2 separate regions of the Rattus norvegicus genome follow, and region 2 is linked to region 1. The links are chromatin contacts, called in public Hi-C maps. All regions are on one chromosome and are shown on one strand. Each heading gives the region's core, a stretch centred on a gene start, on an enhancer-like site or on the middle of the called end of the contact. The rest is flanking DNA. Distances are from core to core; before and after follow the strand shown. Region 1 overlaps C2h4orf54 (similar to human chromosome 4 open reading frame 54). Region 2 holds the start of Trmt10a (tRNA methyltransferase 10A).

What was found. A called contact is a pair of places that touch in the nucleus more often than the background predicts.
Region 2: a Hi-C map of frontal cortex shows a contact between it and region 1, with 2.8 times the contacts expected there. The contact joins the promoter of Trmt10a here to the enhancer-like site in region 1. A contact is called at or near these places in 3 of 12 Hi-C or Micro-C datasets (the A7r5 cell line, frontal cortex and psoas muscle) and 1 of 1 datasets of contacts at active chromatin or transcription factors (oligodendrocytes).

The regions. Positions count from the first base shown.
Region 1 is chr2:229,265,784-229,268,605 of GRCr8, forward strand. C2h4orf54 (similar to human chromosome 4 open reading frame 54) reads left to right here. Exons shown (of 3, transcript NM_001399866.2): 3 at 2,702-2,822. Among named protein-coding and RNA genes, the nearest start is that of C2h4orf54, 13 kb to the left of the region's middle. Within about 2 kb of position 1,363, at least 12 of the 93 cell types and tissues checked have an H3K27ac peak or open chromatin away from gene starts, as enhancers often do.
Region 2 is chr2:229,341,229-229,344,247 of GRCr8, forward strand. It overlaps Trmt10a (tRNA methyltransferase 10A), which reads left to right and starts at 1,625. Exons shown (of 8, transcript NM_001044232.1): 1 at 1,625-1,743.

The sequences.
Region 1 (2,822 bases), core at 113-2,612:
GGCTAGCAGACCAGAGCTAGGCTGACTGCTCTCATGCTAAGTTTTCCAATCAGGTGGGAAATAAACATTCTAGCCAAGAGAAAATTAAATGGTCTAGCCATTCCACCATCATAAGAAGAGAGAGAGAAAGAATGTGGTGGTGGTGGTGGTGGTGGTGGTGGTGTGTGTGTGTGTGTGTGTGTGTGTGTGTGTGTGTGTGTGTAGAATGAGTGTGTGGTGTGGTGTGTATATGTATGGTGTATCTGTGGTATGTGTGTATGTGTGTGTTGTGGTATTTGTGGTGTGTGTGTGTGTGTGTGTGTGTTATTTGTGTGTGGTGTGTATTTGTTGTGTGTGTGTGGTGGGTGTATGGTGATGGGTGGAAACATTTTGGGTAACGGGAGCTATGCCTCTGACCAGAGCACAGGTACACATGACCTAAAGTCAGGCAGCTGGGACTGAGTGTAATACCATTATTTACTGGTGTAGGCCAGTGTTGTATACACTTTCTTTTATCTGTAGAATGGAAATAATTTTGAGAAAAGTTGTAAAGATGGAATTGTTAACCCCCTTCAAAGATCATATAGAAAGTGCCAGTGTTTCTTGGAAACTTGAACCTGGAAATAAATAAATGCCTGGAATTTCCACAGGTTCTGGACAAACCAGGAAATCAACCCTATTGTTTCAGACATCCAGGGTGGTATCAGGGGCCTGTGCACAAGGTAGCTGAAGTTCCCAATCAGGAAATGGCTCAACAGTTCCCTTGGAGCTGGCTGGGTGCCAGGCAAGCCAGTTGGCTGGGTGCCAGAGTATTCTAGCATCCCCACAGCCTTCCAGCCTGTTATACAACTCTGGGTCCAGCTTGCCAACTGCATGTGGTGATTTTCCTCTCTGTCTGGGCACAAGCCTGGGAGGAAAAAGGGAAGGCTGCCCTGAATCCCTGATGAATGCAGTCAGTGTTCCAGGTCTAAACTCCTGGGAAGGCATCCAGGAAGACCACTCGGTAATACAGTATAGTAAACCCCTCATCTTTACTCTCAGAATTCACTTGAGAAGCCTCTGGTGGTTTTTATTGGCTAATTATTACTGTTCCATCCTTAATAAGAATTAGACCAATACTTTCGAACTTTCAAACAAAATTTCTCTAAAATTAATAGAAACACACACAAAAAATGCCTTATGGATATCCACAAAGCAATATCTAGACTAACGATCCTTGAGTGTGATCCTAGGATATTGAATAAACAAATTTATCTTCATTTCTTAGTTGACTGTCATCTTGAAGGGGAGTTTCTTACTCTCCCCCTGCTCCTCCTCCTGCTCCTCCCCTGTTCTTCCTCCCCTACCCCTCCTATTGGCCCCCTTTCCCTCTGCTCAGAGTCCTTAAAACCTTGCCTTATGACCACACCAAGCCAGAATTCCTGTCAAGTTCCTTCATGTAATCCCGATTATTCTTCTGAGTCACACGATCACTCCTCCTTCACATGTGATAATGTTCAGTTTCCTCTTGTTGTTCTGTGTCTGTTAAGAGAGAAAATCAAGGTTAGCAAACTGTGTATCAGTGAGTTCCTGGGGAATGGTGAGCAGTAGGTACCCATGTGCCATACAATAGTTCCCGGGGACTGCTTAGCTGTGGGCACTACAGCTCCGGGGGACTGCTTAGCTGTGGGCACAGTTCCGGGGGACTGCTTAGCTGTGAGCACTACAGCTCCGGGGGACTGCTTAGCTGTGAGCACTATATATTCCACACATCAACAGTTCCTTTAGCCCGAATATATTTTCTCAATATAAATATGAAACAAGAAGATATTTTTGATGTATATTCACATGAGCTGCCAAAACATTATTATTCTTTTATTCTTAATAAACCTGTGCTCAAACAGGCTTTTTTTCTAGGTCACGGGACTAAAGTATACCTTGCCTTGCTACGGTGGTTGCATATAGTTAGATGTTACTTGAGACTTCTATCTCAAAGTTGTTTCACATGATAGAGACTTCTTCTCATGCACTTGAAGTGCATTTCATTTTTGTCTTCATAATATTGTATCTGAAAACCAACTTCCAGGCATTAAAAAAAATCCTTAAGCAGAGTTCTAGTAGATTATATTAAAGAGTTTAAAAATAGATGAAATGGATAATTTTTTATACTTTTGAATAATATCGGTACTGTCTTAATAGAGGTTTAATTGAGATATATTTTATAGACAGCAAATGTGATTTATATAAAAGAGCATGCTGTGAGAAATTCCATATAACTCATTTAGCGGTCATTCACTTTCCCAGAATCCCTAGTGCAAGGGTTCACTGATCTAATTACTGACATAGTAAGTTTCAAAAGATGCCATTTAATTTAAATACCCGTTCTGTGGGTTAATTTTAGGGACACATACAATACACCGTTTTGTCCTTACAAAGGACATCAGAGAAACTAAACATTTAGCTCTGAAATCATTTTGAACAGCTAATTAAATTTGAGTCAGTTTTCAAAGACGGGTTCCACTTGGGGGCACTTTCTGGAAGTCAGCAATGTCTAATAACTGCAACGGCACAGTTGCTAAGCACATTTAAAACTGCACGTTTCACAGTACGGAGAAATGGGTCAAATAATCAAATGGCAGACGGGGCATGTATTTTTTTTTTTTTACTTTTAAAGGGAATATTCTTTCAGAATTAGTCATCTTTCCTTTGACCATGTTTTCTTTGCATTTTTCCTCTTTTGCAGGAGCAAGACAGAAATGAGAACTGTTCTTTAATCCGAAAGTTTCATTGTAACACTGAATTCATCGGGGGAAAACCCTTCCAGTTGTGTTACAAACTTTTATTTCTTATGAACCACGTGTGTA
Region 2 (3,019 bases), core at 375-2,874, 76 kb after region 1:
GTATTTCTACCACTGTTTAAATTAGAAACATCTTTAGAGCTATTTTCCTCATCCTACCCATTGCTCTTCAGTCGCTGTGTAAAACCTTCACACTTTGCTTTTTTGCTTTTACTGTCCCCAGCTTTTACATTCTTTTTATTTATTTAAAGACTATATACTTTCCAATGTGGAGCAAAATTGCAAAATCTCTGAAACTACATGCTCAAGAAATATTCATTTCTTCCTTTTTATCTATAGGCATCTTAAATATGTATTCACCTCTGGATCCCCTATTTCTTTGATGGATATAATCATCTAGTCATTGTTGTATAAAATTCTAAGTCAACCACAATGGTGCATGGGTCAAATGTGCTAAACAAGCATGAGTTTTATAAATCACAAGACTTTACCTTAAACTCTTTATGCTTCAGTCTTTGGCTAAACTGCAGTTTTTACTGTTTTTTTTTTTTTTTCATACTTTGGATTGATTCTGCAACCACGAGAACAAATAACCAAGACAAATTTGGTGACATTATTTAAAGGAGGATTTTCTTATAACTTAAAAACTCCTTTAAATATCCAGGATACTAGGCATCACCTCTGAAATTGTATCATTATTTATAAGACAGATCCCATAGGGGCAACCCAACAGCTGCTGAAAGATTCGGAGCACCACTCTGCCAGCCTGAATTTAATGACCTACATGTGAAGGGCTCCATATCCAATTACTAATCCTCCCTCAGCTACGGAGGCAGCTGAAAAAAGATGCCCTACAAACAGACCATAAATGGGTCCAGATTTTACTGCCAATGTTCCGTTAACAGAAGTCTCTTACATTGAGAGATCCACAAGAGAATCCTGGATCACATTTTTCCAAATAAAAAACGGAGAGTTTAAAAGAGAAAGAGCCTTTCCCCCAACTAAATCCAGAGACGTTTCAGTTTATTTAAGAGCCTGTAACATGTTCAAAGGTCAAGCAAGAAGAAAAAATCTATATTGTGGGTCTCTTTATCTTCAAATTCTACTACTAGTCAATCAGAAAGGCCAAATTAAAACAAAATAAAACAAAAAGACCAACCTACCCAATTGTTTTTCCCACCGCCTCGGTTGACTTGGTCTATATTTAGCAAGATTATATAAGGTCAAGTATTTACAAACGATGAAATATCACTAGTGTTTTGCAAAATAGCATGGGAAAAACATCAAAGAATGGAATGTAAAGTACACGTTTTACTAAGGACATAGGAAACTTTAAAATTCCCAATTTCAATGAATTTTTATTATTTCAGTTTACATTTTCTTCACCTATGAAAGACCATGTGATATTGGTTAACTTTTTCCTACACAAATTAGAATTTGGGCAATACTAGATCCTTTCAACACAGAAAAAACAAGGGCATTTCGTCTGTTTCGCATTTCAATTTCTTTAAGTGGGGCTATCTTCGCCTCGAGACCGGAGCTTACACATGAATAAATGCCTGTAGGTAGAAATACAAACGCTGGACAGGGAAAAACACCTCGTGGTAGCCACTAACCACTCCTGAAAAAACCCAGTTCCTGACCCCGCCCCGTACAGGCCCCTCCCCTTTCTCTAGGTTGGAGTTAGCGCAGTTCGATGACGCAAGTGCCGTAAGCAGACGTGCAACCACCGCCTCTGCCTCTGGGAGTTGAAGTTTCTGAAGGAGGACTAACGCGTGGAGCCGAGAGCATTTCAGAAAGGCTTTCTGACCGCATCCCTGCTTTCCCCATCGTCCCCACGGCTTGGTAAATATGGCACTGCGGCTGTTGCGCCCCTGCTCTTTAGTATTCTTTCGGATGCCAAAGGAGCGTGAACTATCCTATCCTCCGCTGCAATCAGGGCTTCCGGAGTAGAGGGCAAGGGCCTGGGAAGTAGTTGCGGGTTCGCGGAGGAAGTGGCGTCGGGTGGCGCGTTCGCCACCCCCCGCCCTTCGGCCCCTCACGTGACATCTTCCCGCATCGTGATTGGTCAGCTGCGGTTCGTTAGCGGGCGCAGGGCCCGTTCGGGGCGTGCGCGCCCGGCCTGCGTCTGCGCGTGCTCGTGACCCGCTGTCGTGCTGGCTGCTCGGGGTTTCTGTTGTTCGTGGGAATCCTGCCGGAAGTGTGGCAGAAAGGGCAATGTGGAGGCTGAGGGTGGCTTGTCGCAATGCTGCGTTATGCTTAGAGGACAGGCGAGGCGTTTTCCCTGCCTTTCCTCTTTCCTCTCCCCTGGCGGTCGGATGTAGGGAGCCGAGGGGCGGTTGCTGCAGATGCGGCCCAGCCTCGTGGTGAGCTGAGGATGAGTTTAAGATGGAGGTGTTACCGGTTGTCACTGAAATACTTTGTGTTTAAAATGTGGCTATGTGTCCAGAGGTGTAACATTATTCACATTGAAAGAAAGGCTGTCCTGTGATTCCTTCCCAAGCCAGAATTCCGGCCAAAGGGACTTAACAACTGAACAAAGGGCTATTGCTACTGCGATACTGACCAACACGCTAAATAATAAAATGATACAGAAATACACTGGTGCCGGCATGTGTTGATTCTAGTAACTACGGAAAAGAAAGCTTTAAAACTACGAGGGCTGTTTTAGCCAGTTTGATAGCAGCCCTGGTTTGTTTGGTTTGTTTTGTTTTGTTTTTTTTTGTCTTTGGCATTAGGTGACGTATGCTCGCCCCACACCAGATAGTCTTTGTCGGCATTATTCAATTTTGAGTTGTGTAATTCCATCTGATAACCTATATCCAAGAATTAACCATCCACGGTTTAAGATGTGCTAAAGTAAAAGTCTCACACTTACGTTCTATCTTTCTGTAAAATGTTCTTTAATACTTGTTAAACTTGGATTAGTGAATGAAAATGTGCTGCGAGCATCCCTGCTGGTCAGGGAGGAGCCCCAGACTCGCTACCATAGAGATTTATGTCGTGACCCAAACTAAAACCAAGTGCGTTCACAAGTGCCATGTTTTACATAGTTGTATCAAATTCGTACACTGTATTTATTATGTAGTAGACAGTCGGAGCGGAAGCAATCTTGGTAAAG